Regions from separate parts of the Zea mays genome. Here region 2 is linked to region 1. Evidence: chromatin contacts called from public Hi-C data. All regions are on one chromosome and are shown on one strand. Each heading gives the region's core, a stretch centred on a gene start, on an enhancer-like site or on the middle of the called end of the contact. The rest is flanking DNA. Distances are from core to core; before and after follow the strand shown. Region 1 has its middle 40 kb from the start of LOC100276089. Region 2 has its middle 30 kb from the start of LOC100193693.

The links. Hi-C and Micro-C count contacts between places; a contact is called where the count stands out from the background.
Region 2: a contact with region 1 is called in a Hi-C map of leaf, with 2.7 times the contacts expected there. The contact joins two enhancer-like sites. A contact is called at or near these places in 6 of 25 Hi-C or Micro-C datasets (bundle sheath, ear, leaf and 2 more).

The regions. Positions count from the first base shown.
Region 1 is chr7:175,878,462-175,885,555 of Zm-B73-REFERENCE-NAM-5.0, reverse strand. No RefSeq gene overlaps it. Among protein-coding and RNA genes, the nearest start is that of LOC100276089, 40 kb to the right of the region's middle. Within about 2 kb of position 5,270, at least 18 of the 20 cell types and tissues checked have an H3K27ac peak or open chromatin away from gene starts, as enhancers often do. A contact at or near this core is called in bundle sheath, ear, leaf and 2 more, where this site is marked.
Region 2 is chr7:176,040,845-176,047,633 of Zm-B73-REFERENCE-NAM-5.0, reverse strand. No RefSeq gene overlaps it. Among protein-coding and RNA genes, the nearest start is that of LOC100193693, 30 kb to the left of the region's middle. Within about 2 kb of position 2,948, at least 19 of the 20 cell types and tissues checked have an H3K27ac peak or open chromatin away from gene starts, as enhancers often do. A contact at or near this core is called in bundle sheath, ear, leaf and 2 more, where this site is marked.

The DNA.
Region 1 (7,094 bases), core at 4,021-6,520:
GGATTCATAGAGGAAATATGGGAACTTGATTATGGCCTAAGCATGAAAATACCCTTGTTTAAGTGCCAATGGGTACAACATCCCGTGGGGGTGATAGTGGATAACTACGGACTCACACTGGTAGACTTAAAGAAAGTAGGATATAAAGATGACCCGTGGGTTCTCGCCGAATGTGTTGCACAAGTGTTCTATACTCGATCCAGCAGATGAGAAGATGCATGTAGTTATTTCTGGAAAGCAAAAAATTGTTGGAGTTGAGAATGTGGGAGACCAAGATGAGGAATACAATAAGTATGAAGAGATGTTCGTCTTTAACGGTCCAGATAGAATCAAGTGTGTGGAAAAGAAAATTGATAAGAACTTAAAGCCATACATGCGGAAAAATGGTAGTTCATGAAAAATTGTATGAATCAAATTGTATTTGTTATCATGTATGATCGACTATGAATTGTGGTTGCCAATTAATTTAAAATCTCTCTAGTTATCTATGTGTGCTATTATAATTCATTTAAATTGTATTTGCATATTATTGTTAAAAATTAAATATTAATTCATTTAAATTGTATTTGCATATTTCTGTTAAAAATTAAAATTATTTTCATATTGAAATTGTATTTTCATAATTTTACAATCACAGGCGGTTTTGTCTTAGGGTCCGCTTGTGAAAAGGATAGAGCATCACAGGCGGTCCTAAACAAAAACCGCTTGTGATACTATTACATCACAGGCGTACTAAACCGCCTGGGACATCACAGGCGGTTTTCTAACCGAACCGCCTGTGATGTAAAAATCCTACCGCTTGTATAGAGCCAAATTGTACTAGTGGGACCTAGGCACAATGGACCTCATACATTGATGGACTAGGTCTTGACACGAGCATGAGACAAACCATGTTGTATTGTAAGTAGGTCGTGCCTTTTTTTTTTTGCTTCGAATATATACTAGTTCATAGACCTGTGATCAATTTGGAGATGTGGGTGGAGGTGGAGGTACGTGCAAGGATCGATGGCAGCAAAAGCCGGTTGCAAAACCACGGGCCCTGCCCACAAACTTGTGCCTGGCCGGCCGGGCCCTTTCCTGGTGCTAGATGCCGCCACACTCCTGTTTGCAATAATGGTCGTTCTCAGCGGATATTAGCATGCGAAGACAAGTTACGAACCGTCACTTTTTTTTGGTTTATTTGAGATGTTAACAGTCAGTCACCTTGGCTAACGGAGAAGGAAAGCGTGTGTGACGATAAGACGAGAGAAGGATATATACATATGCAATGCAATGAGCCGCGCCAATGACTAGTAGACCCGTGAGTCGTGACCTATAGGTTGCTGTTGACATAAATTTATATTGGAGACCCTACATCTCGCGATCTTTAATTTCTGAGACATCATCCCTGCACTGCACACACACTTCTTTGAACCATCCAATGGCAATTCTTCGACAGACGATGCTGCCTGTACGTACGTACGTTCAGTCCTATATATACGCTGCATGCGCCAAAAGGGGGGAAAAAGCACAAGGTGCCGCGGCCCAAACAGATACAGTATGATTCTAGATTTTGTTTTTGCTAATATAAGTATCCATAAACGAGTTTTTATAGGAAAAAAAACGAGGAACCAAAACTGCTAAAGTAATTTGATGGTGACAAATAATGCAAGTTAAATATAGGCTGAAATGGACAGGTAGTTGTTGGCACATATATACTAGTACAAAAAAACTGAAAACTCGAAGCAACGGTTGCACGCGCACACACACATGGCGGTCAGTTTCGAAGTGGTTCATCAGCGAGTAGTGTAGTGCGCCCACCAAATGAGCCCACCGTGTCCGGACGCGACAACGACAAGGGTGGAAAGGAGACCACGCACGGGCGCAGGCAGAGTCACCGATCCAGGTCAATCATACGTGTTGGCCATAAACATTTTCGCCCACTTTAATTGCTTTGCCGTAAGTGCATGCACGTAGTGAATACTACGTTCGTACGCGACATGCATGCTAGCTTCTACCGGATCTGCATTTGTTTATGTCTTGGCGACGATTTGCCACGTCGGCACCGAACCTCTCGAAGAGGTCCCTGTACACAGCTTGTTTTCTTCGGAAGTGGAACTGCTACCTGTGCAAAGCTAGCTGACAGCTGCCGCTGGCAGTTACAATCAACTCAAATAATTACAAGCAAGCTCGATCGATGGCCTTTTCATCGATCTAGGTAGATGCGATGCATGCAACAATAGCATAGAGAGTAGTGTTGTTTGGGAGTGCAGAAAGCAAGCAAGCTAAGGCCGTCGTTGCATTGCATCAGAAATAAATAAAGCTAGAGGCAGCTTGCCTTGCATGCCCAAGAAGTATACAGTGGTTTTGTGTAATGGAAGGTGACTGGATTTTATCATTGGATGATATGGAAAGACACGTACGTACGGTGGTTTTGTTCACATTTTGGTTGGCATGCGTGCGTGGGCTCGCCCGCCGCGCCTTTTCTTTTCCTCTGCCTCTTGTCCCTACTCTCTTGCAATCACTGTCGATCTCCCTCCCTCTCGATCTCCTCTCTCCAAAGCAAATTAAAAAGGGATGAATGAAGCTTGTAGATTGTACGTACAAGCTTAAGTGCCGAAAACCGAAAACTCAGCGGTTCACTGTCTGTTGAGCACATGGATCACTGATACCTTTTCATTGTAGCTTGGACAAGCATGCATGCAAACTGCAATGCTACATGGCTATTAGCTAGTGCTTAAGTAGTGGCGTGTATCATACATACAAAGTGGAGAGTTTGTCTCTTGCAAGCTAATATATATAATAAAAAAAGGTAGCAGGTTAGGTTTGGATTTGTGTGTATGCATCGAACTCTTTGTTTATATACTGTAGTATTAGGTAGAGCTATAGCTTTAAAACAGTAGTAGACTGATTTGGTTGATCCGGCACACACATGCAGTTTGAATCATATGCATGCCTAGTTAGCTAGCTTCTGCATCTTTTGACAGGATATATATACTACCCGCCTGCTGCATGAACAGGACAAGACTTGGGCGGTTTTATATAAAGCGTATATCTATAGAAATTTCTCCCAAACTAATTAATATATAATAAGTGTTCACGATCGAGTGCCTGTCGTTTCTTCCTTGTTGTTCGAAAAGTGTCACTATGCTAGATTGCAACCGATCCTGGCCGACGCTACGTACGTTGCATATATATGTACATGGGCGTACGTGCTAGTGCAACGGTTGGCTGAACAATTGTAAACTAACGCGAGATCGAGAGAGAGATTTGGCGTTCCACGACATGCACCAATATAATGCCAGTTTTGTTTGTCGATACGGTTGCATAAAATAGTGCGACACACTTTGGCACCTCTAGTGTGAAGACTGGTCTCCAGTCTCTCGCACGGTTAATTATAATTATATATATATATATATATATATATATATATATATATATATATATATATATATATATATATATATATATATATATATATATATGGCATGTCACTGTTGTGTGGCACGTACGAACACAAAGCATTGCGTTGCGTCCCCCTGGAATTAATTTGGTTCGGAATCATCTCATGTACTTGTCTGTTCCTAGCTACTTTGGTTCATCGTGGGATGTGATTGGGCACGAAGTCACCGACCCAATACCACCTAACTAAAGAGATTTAGATATACTTTTTGATCTGATCTCCGCATTAAAATAAAACCACAAGTGCAGTACACTTGTTGCCCTCTCCTTATTTCCTTATTGTTATTGATCCACAATAGTCTGTGCGTACATATGATTCAATAAGCATGCCTACACCTGATTAATACATAAATAAATTAATAGTTTTGTGCGTGTTTTTATAGAATTTTTTTTTTATGAATCGCAGTACACACAGACACAAACACTTATAAATCATAGCATGCATGCATGCACACTCACCCCATGCATCGTGCTAGCTAGATCAGTTTCAGAACAAACTGCCTTAATTATACTACGATCGAATCAGCTTATATTTCCATATGTAAAAAAAAGTGGAATCGATCTGCTGCAAATATATAGGCCAAGCACAACAGCGACTTTATTTCAAAAGTCTCGGTGGAAAAGCCAGCACAATAGCAGCAGCTCCTTTGCAATAAATTGGTGATGCGTGGTTCGAAATGAAGCACGCAACCTCACGTTTGTAAAAGTGAGAGATTGGGTCGGCTGAAAATGGCGACGGCATGCATGCATCACGATTTCGTGCGTCCATCCTACAGCCCGTTGGCAACTTGAGCAGGCGCAGGACTATGCAAACCGATCCGTTTATATGTATGCTTGCATGCTTTATTTACAGCAAGATGACTTTTTTCCCCGTAAGAAACAGTCGTAGCAATAAAAGGTTTAAATGTTGCCAAGCTTGCTAAAACCGCAGTACTCTTTTCCATGCATGTACGCTTTGCACACGTGCACAATTGGTTTGCATGCATGCATGAAAGTGCACTTTGGACTCTAGTGTCAGCGTACAGTACCGACCGGTTCGCAGTTGAAAGTAATTGTAGAGGCTAGGGGGGACGAACTGAACCACACAAATGAAACAGCACTTTGCATTTCGTACAGAGCCTGACGACGATTAATCTCTGGCTATGGCGTGCGGCCGGGTAGACTGCAAAGATGGAAATAACTCGTGCGCACTTTAAACTTTTCGTGATCATGCATGCATGCATCAGTTTCTCGCTTTCAAACATTACTGTATATGGTCATTGCCTCCATCCAATAAAAAAAAGTGCCTTTAGGTTTAGGAGATGTTTGAATGCAATAGAGATAATAGTTAGTGGCTAAAATTAGTTGAGACATCCAAACACCCTAGCTAATAGTTCAGCTATTAGCTATTTTTGGTAAATTAGTTAATAGTTAGGTAGTTATTTGTTAGCTAGCTAATTTTAATAACAATTTTTAGCCAACTAATTATTAGTTCTAGTGCATTCAAACACCCCCTTAATCTAAATCAAACCATTTTAAATTTTACTTATTTTAGTAAGACACTGCTAGCTGCTGCCTAGCTGTTAATGGGGAAAAAGGCGCCGCCTTTCCGGCTGCAGGCTTTTCCCGCTTCTCGTGCCCGTGCAAGTCGGTGCAGAAGAACCAGTGCTACTCGTGCAGGTTGCCAGTTCCAAGGTCTGCAGGCTGCAGCTCGCCGTGTGTCGGAGTAGTAGTTTGCTATGCATAAACAATCTAGCAGCGGCAACCGGCAAAATTGACACGGTGGCCCAGTCCGGCCTGCCAGCGACCATTCGACCCGCTTTTCTCCTTTTGGTGGGCTCGGCGGCTGAAAGGGCCCAATGCAGCGCATCACGAGGCAAGTACTACTGTTTCCTTGTTGAAATGGGCTTACGCTTAAAGACTAGATTGCAGGCGGGCTGGGATGATTCTTTGGCCCGTGTTTAGATTGGCTGGACCCAGCCCTTTATCTCGTGTTTTTTTTGGTCTGCAAATGGCATCTTTTCAAGTGTCGTGTCGATCGCAACCTGCGGCCTGCCGCCATTTGGCGGATGAACCGTTGGACAAGACAAGCCTGTGGGATGTGTGAGCTTTTTGGTTGCTGCAGCTGAAACCACCATACCCTCCTGCTGCTCATAGTCATGCTGGCTGCTGGGCTGTCTAGTGTCTCTCTGCTACCCTACCCCAGCTAACCAAGCTGCCCTGCGTCTGCGTGCACATCTTTCTGCTGATCCACTACTGAAGAATTCACGAATGAGACCGTATAGGAACGGAATCCTAGGTCGCTGATGAAACATGCTGAAAATGGGTAGCCATGCATGCTGCGGCCGCGAGTCCCTTCATCCCATCCCATGTCTTCTTGCTGTGCCCACTACGGCAGTCATGTGCTAAAGCCCATTGCATGCATGCATGCATGAGCATGCTCGCAGGTTCCAGGTCGTTTCAGCATCCCGTCATGCGCGCACAACCGATCGACAAGTGATGATCACTCATACTTAGGTGCAGCTAACCCATACATGGTTGAACCACCGGTCCAATCCCTTCCCTTGACATTTTTTCAGGGAATATGGATAGACTGATCAGGCCAGGAAGTTGTGGTTGGAGCGAGGTCTGAACAGTTGACCTGAATCGGCTCAGGAGGCTGGTTTAAATAAAGCGGCTAGCACACTTTAAATAATTTGGTCGACAGTCTAGCACGAAACTGATAAAGATAGACCAAATTAACCACAGCGAAAATATAGTAGGCATGCAGGCCTCTAATGGATCTGTGTGCAACTATATATATAAGAAGGGGGACAGATAGAGCATCTATTTGATTAAGGAAGAGTGCCGCGCCTTTGCTTTTTTCTTTTTCACGTATGTACTTTCTCTGGCCACAGATATATATAAGTTATTGACGCAATCTCCAATAGTCAAATACGACATTTTAACCAACAACCTGTGTAGAATTTTATATTATCAAGTGAGAACAGCTAATGACGATGTGAATATTAGTCAAAAAGAATTAAGCTCTCAATAACCTTTAATTTCCTCGCCGTACGTGGTCTCAGTTCATTCAATCAAGCAACGGATAAAAAAACAAATCTTTAGTATTGTTTACGTTAGTCAACATTCGCTGACTAAAACACCTATCTGTATTAAAAAACCGTATTTGTGGCATGAATTCTTAGATCGATGTTACAATTTTTAATTTTTACTTTTTATCATTTTTATATGGATTCTTAATTTAAACATTTTTTCACAACTTGTATGAGTTTGTTTTCTTAATTTATTGTTCCAAATTTTCTGTTTATCAATTGTGTTACTCATAGGCTCTTTTGTTTAACCTAAGTCGTCTAATCATCGTAAATTCCAACGTTTTTTTCCCCGTCTTTCCCCTTTTTCTTTTCTTCATAATTGTGGTGGCTATTTCTAGATCTTCTCAGCTAGCGAAAGATACTGGCTTCTTTTAGTACTATTGTAATAAAATAATGTATCGATTATGGAATTTTTATATAGTCAAAGACTCGAAGTTAAAAGTAGGACGTACACACACCCACGTGTACAATCTCGTGTGAGCCTGGCCGACCGCGTACGTTCGTTTTGGGCGTACATGTGGATGCAACCAATATAACTTATTTTGCATCTATCCATGCAGTCTACGTTTCACACGTGCA
Region 2 (6,789 bases), core at 1,699-4,198, 160 kb before region 1:
GCGTGGACGCTTGTATCCCCCTACTGCAAGCGCACCCGACTCAGGCGCGGGGCTAACACGAAGGCCGCGGGATCCACTCTCTCACGTCCGCCTCTCTCCGGCTGCTTCCTTTCCCCCCTTCGCGTTCCGCCTCGCGTCGACCCATCTGGGCTGGGGCACGCGGCGACAATTCACTCATCGGTCCAGGGACCCCCCGGGTTTCAAAACACCGACACTGAGCGTAAGGAATTGGAAGACTGTATGAAGTTGGACGAGGAGTTTCAACGACAAGCTGGAGTAAACTCTTGTACCTCCTTCATAGATCCGAGAGGTAGTGCGGGAGTATTACTCAAAATACGTCCGTAGCCGAGAGCCACAACTGGGATCTCATCTGTCATCTCTTAACATTCACACCAGTGAATTATCTGGTTTCATCGCATAATAGTAATTACCCATCACTGAATTCCTATCATGTTTTTAGATTGTTGGATATAAAGGCAATTTAGTGATGATCAAATTGATTCCAACAAATTTAAAAGGAACAACAATATGTTTCGTATATATAACTCACTAGCAGTTCATAATCTAGTGCTAGTGATAGAAAGAATATGAGAACAAACGATAGAGAAAGTATAGACATTCTCATAGTAGGGTTGTCGGTGCTAGAACAACGCAATAGTAGACGAGCAGACCTACGAGAACCACGACGTTGGCGTAGAGGAAGTAGACGAACAACGATCAGTCGTGGCGATGTTTCTCAAAAACCTGATACGACCCCTACTCCGTGCAGGGACACAAAGGGACGTAGACTTCGGAGATCCTGCTCTCCCAACCCCGATGGCACGTCGTCGATGGGATGGGGAAGACGAGTGCAGCTCAACGCTTTGGAACGAGTAGATGAAAATTCTGTGTTTGAGGACGATGTCCCCATTATATTCACACGACGCGGCAAAAAACAGGCGAGTAATTGGCCGCGTAATCACAATAACTTGATTGACTCACAATCAATCAATTGGATCAATCACAATTAATACGAGAATAATTGCTTACCAAAATAGGCCAGCACAATTTTTCATGCAAAAAATACGAAGTAGCAAAAGAAAGCCACGCCAACCGCAAGGTCGAAAGCGAGAAATCGCTGGAACATTCACACACATGTCGCGCGCTCACGCCCATTGCCTATCGCCAGGCCCGACAAGGCGAGGGCGAGCGTGCACGTGTGTTCTCTCGTTACATCTCCGCAATAGTTTCAATTAGATAGAGATAACTCTACTATTTAAGTTGGCATCACTCCTCCTGAATTAGCAATGTGGTACTAAAGTTATCACTGTACCATACATGCGTGATTGGACCTTTGGGATACATAGGAACTATTGTTTGGGCCAAGCACAAATTCTCTAACACGGTATTCCTAAAAACTACTTATACTATAGAAGTAAAATATAGTGACAAATGGTGTTATTCTTTTGCTAATCATATTAACCACAAGATAAGTTGATAATATACCACTATCGAATGGCGTTCAACGTAACACATATATTTGCGTGAGACAAACAGCATGGACTGAACTCTTGTTAGATTGATGTTACCAGAGAGTAACAACTGGATTGATATATGAAACTAACAACTACTAGTCCTATTAACTAGCGGACTCATATTTTAGTTTGTATATTTGGATCATCATAGACTAAGAAGTTAGTTAGCCTGTTGTTAGTTAGATCCATACATGACTTAAGCTTCTTGGACAGGAATGAGAAATAATGTACCGTTATGTTTCAAAATGATTATATCGTACATACAGCCACCGATTATACAGAATACAGATAATAATTAACCCTTCAGTCCCACAAATCCATATTGGAAGTTACAGAGCCACTGTCTGCTAGTAGGGGCAAAAATATGAAAAGTGGAACGCCGGCTCTCTATCAATCAAATGAATCCGACCGCGAGATATCAAAAGATGATTAATAATTGCTTTCCATATCATCCAATCACAAAATCTAGTCATCTGCCATTGTTTTTGGCACGCACCTTTCGTTGAAGCTAGATAGAGATGTACGTATCTCCTTTACGATTTCCTTAAAGGTGGGTTTGGGGGTGATAAAAAGGGCCCACGCGTGCACTATAGCTGGTTACTACATCGCAGCATCAAATCCAGCTGAAACGACACGTACTCGACCAATGAACATGTGTAATCCAAGTGCAGCAAGCAATTGCTGAACTTTTCGAAGCTCATACATTATGAGAAAGAAAGAAAACAACTGCAGAAGAAAGAGCCTCTTTTTAGGAGTCGTTCTATACGTGGTTGGTTGTGTTAATACGCGTTGATGAATAAAATAGAAGAGAGGATTGGTTTGACCTAACTCTGTCTGAAAACTTTGGCGCCAAAACGGCGCAGGTTGTTAATTAGCAAATGGTTCTTAACAAAATGACATATATAACCTACCTACCTACCTGATCTGATGCAAAGCAGCAAAGTGAGACCGACGCGCGCGGTCGGCGTACACTAAATTAACGAGAGCTTATTAGTCTGTGTGCGCCCGGCCACATGTTTTGTGATGTGAGCTAGCTGTTTGCTGTACAGTCTGTCGCACACATGATCTCATGTACGTATCCGACAGTGAACAATGCTTCCACCTGACAGTGCAAGCCAAGGCAAGGGTCGTTGTGGAGCGGTCACGACGAAGGAATCTTGCTCGCGTTCCGGCGATGCAACATGCAATGCAATACGCTGGTACTGTAGCACTGCTGCACCACTGATGCATCTGCATTCCCCATTCTGCCCGAATCTCTCTCAGGCCGGTAGCGTCTTAAATGCGGCAGTTTGTTTTATAGCAGGGCCATAAATGTGGCAGTTAAAGTCGTTGCGAGCGGCGACGGCGCGAGTCGCGAGGTGGCTCTCTCCGGCCCGGGCCCCCCACGCCCCTCCTGTCTGTGGGCTGCGGGCAGAGAGCGGCCGGCGGCAGCAACACGGGGGCTGGCTGGCTGGCTTGTCTCGTCCTCGTCTGCTGGTTTGGTTTCACTTCCCAGAGCAGACAGACGTGGGGCGGGGGGCCCTCCCCGCCCCGGTCGCGGATCCGGCCTGTCTCCTCCCACTTCCCCGCCTCGGTGGGCCCGCCGCCAGTCAGGTGGTGCAGCCAGCCACGAGTCGACGGCAAGAAAAGCGAGCCCCCCGCGCCGCGCCAACCCGTCAACAGTGCTCGCTTTCTGCCGAGCGAAGCGACCAACCAAACCAGCGGCCGCTTGCGACGGGACTAGGGAGGGCCCGCCGGCGGGGCGGCACCGCCCATGGAAAAAAGCCGCCGCCGCGCGGTACGATCGCGCGCCGGCGAGGCTAACGGCGGCCCCAGCAGCATGGGCGCCCACGCCTCCTTCCCCGCTCGTACGTTTTCCGCGGCGGGTTTGGCCGCTTCGGGTTCGGGCCTTCCGTTCCGCGCTCGGTCCAACGTGCGCACGGTGCGCCCGCCGCGCACGCGTACGCTTTCACGTGCCCCCATGACCGTGCGTTTTTTTTTTGGTTTTTGTCGCGATCGATCCCGAGGGAGTGGGGGTTTCGCGACGTGCGCGCGTCGTCGTCGCCCTTGCTCCCGCAGCCCGCTGGACTGGGATCGGCAGGCGGCACTCGGCCGCCCGGCCGGACCGGACCCCGCCGGCCGCGCGCGCGCATGCATGCATGTGTATGGTTTTGCGTGCGCGCGAGTGCGAGGCCCTGCGCGGTTTGGCGGTTTCCGCGACGTGCGCGCAAGCGAGGCCGGCGGCAGCAGCTATAGCCTAGCATGGGCGCGCACGGTGCACCGGCCGCCCTCGGTCGCTGCCTCTGTATGTCGCAGCATGGCGCTTTCACCACTGTTCACCCTTGTTGGCCTACTTGCGGCAGAGAGCAAGTTCCAACATGTTGCATATGTAAACCAATTATAAAAATGTGTTTTAGCGTTTAATTAAAGAAAACTAAGTTAGGCACATCCATAGTGTGTGTGTATATATATACTCGCATAAAAGTTGTGGTGCAAATTAAGTCGCTTTTTAAAAACTCTCAATAGAACAAGGATTTTTCAAACGTATGTGCACTAAAAGACAAAATATGTGTCTAGATAGGACTCTAGCTCTTTCATATATATATAGCCTTTTCAGTTTGACTTCGCATCTCAACTTTTGCACGTGAGTGTGCATAAGTTTGTAGTACGCCCTATTGATGGATATACTATGGTTTCCAAAAAAAAAGTTGAACAATAACCAAAGTACATTTTTTTTGAATCGATTTCCACCTGCTTACACATTACGATGTTTTGTAGTCGTTCAAGGGCTTTAAGGTGAAGCAAGTGAAGTGTAAAAGCTGCCACACCATAGTTGTGTGGAGATGGAAGAAGTGGGATGATAATAAGAGGGGAGAGAAGAGAAATTCTGTGAGAAAATGGTGTGACCAAATACTACTGATAATTACATATAATATATATATAAACAGACAAGTAATTAATATATTTGTAGACTGTTTGATGGACTGTACTACGCATGCTCTCAGAGATACTACTATAGAGTTGTTTACAATTACAAGGAGTATCTGCGGGGAGGGAAACCCCCCGGCCGGCCCCTCACACACATGCATGCATGCATGCAGGCTGAACAGAATGTTTCCCCATGGACCCATGCAGGGACACGACACGAGAATATTCTCTCGTGTCTCGAGTGCATCAGCTCTCAAGTCAAGGCTGGCATACTGGAGTAGTAGTGTCTGCAACTTGCAAAGGCAATGCATATGTGGATTTTTTCCCTTCTCCTTTTCGGGATCCCTAAACAACGGGCCCCTGTCGAGACCATCCAACAGGTGGCCCGTGTCCGGCCAGCACAGCTCGTCAATTCACGTCGTCGATCGTGGTGGCTCTAGCTACTCTCGATCCCTAGAACGTACGTACAGTCGAGAAGAGCCATGCATCCAGCAGAGCCTGCCATGCATGCATGTTATTTCTGACTAGATGTTCAGCGACGCGCGTACGGGGCCATATGCAGTTCAGTACGTGGCTTCTCTGTATGTATGGTTCTTTAATTATTGAAAGGGTCGCTAGCTGGAGTACATTATTATGGTTACTTTCCACCATGCATGGATTACATGCATGTGTTCAGCTTGCATTGTGTGTGAGAGGGATAGATCATAGATACAGCATGGCGCTGATGCATGCTAAAGCTAAAGCCTAAAGCGGCTAGCCGTGTTCATGCATGTTATTAGTTTCCTTCTCCTCTTCGACGTGCGCCATGCATATGCCGTGCAGACTGCGACAAGCGCACACTGCTGTCTGTGCCCTGCCTGTGTCCCCGCCCCTAGCTAGCTCCTCCATGCCGAAAGAAAAGCCTTTCCGATGTGTGGAGTGGAGCTATAGATATATAGATGCATGGAGAGAGACAGAGACAGAGAGCATGCACGTTGTTGAATCGGCCGGGACGGCACATCGTGTGCACGACAGCTGTAGGCGCGCGCGTACCTTAGCTTCTCTCTAGTGGCCGGTGTGGTCGTACTTGGGTTGGGAGTTGAGGCAGGCGCTAAGTACGCTGCAACTTGCTTGGACGGACGACGATGGTGCTTTTTTTTGTTTTCTCCTTTCTGAAAAGACCATCTGCAGAGGCTAGCTAGCTAGCAGCTTTCCAAGTACTCCTACGGCAATGTTACTGCTATACCTAGTTGTGTAGAGTACGTACAACGTACGTACGTTTTGTTTTCATCCATCTCATCTCGTACGCGCGTGCGTGTCTCGCTCGCCCGTAGAGTTTCGTAGGAAACTAGTGCTAGTGTAGATCAGGTACTACTACAATGCAGCGAGCACTCGACAGCACACAGCGGCGTGTGCATACATGCATACTGTTGCATCCGATTCCCATTAACACGTCTGATCGAGCTTCGGAGGCAAGTGTGTTGCACACTTGCACGTACGTACGCGCACACGCACACGTGATAACAAAACAAACAGAACGGGCAAACGAAGCCGCGGCGCGCCAGTCGATCGATATCCCCAGCTCTTCAATTCGTTTTCCTCGTGTCGTCGTTGGACATGCGTGCATCCATGGAGAAAGATTGGAGCAGCTAGTCGTGACTAGTCGTCACTGCGCGACACCTATCTACACTGAAACAAAGATGGTGTCATGCATGCACGAGCTTTTCCATCCAGTTATGACACATGTGAGCTTGCTGTGTGTGTGTGTGTGTATATATATATATATATATATATATATATATATATATATATATATATATATATATATATATATATATATATATATATATATATATATATATATATATATATATATATATATATATATATCTAGCCCATATATATATGCATGGCAGCCTGCAGTCGTCGATCTATCGTCGCATCAACAGTGTCTCGCTCCATGGATCATTGGCCACAAATACATAGCTGTGCTTGCATGCATGCATGTGCATCGATCATATGGATCCTTTCCTCTTTTTTTTTTTTTGCGAGGATGTGGGAATATCGAGTTTTGGGCCACGTGCGTAAAAGTCTCAGCTCTCGCTCAGCCAATCTGAGCTCCAAAATCTTGCAGCTAGCTAGAAACAATGTATGGTGAAAGCATCCCGCAACACGCACTCTCTGCATTGCGTTCTACACCCGTTCTAGTAACTTGAAGTAACATGACGCGCGATGCCTCTTGACCGTGTTGATCGTAAAAAGATGGATGGATGGAAATGGCCCCTTTGCGGTCGTGCCGTGCCGTGCGCGAGAGAGTTCTTTACGTAAAAGCATGAGCAAGCCCTTGCGCACGTTTTATTACCTTTAGCGTCGTCCTGTCCTGCCCCTG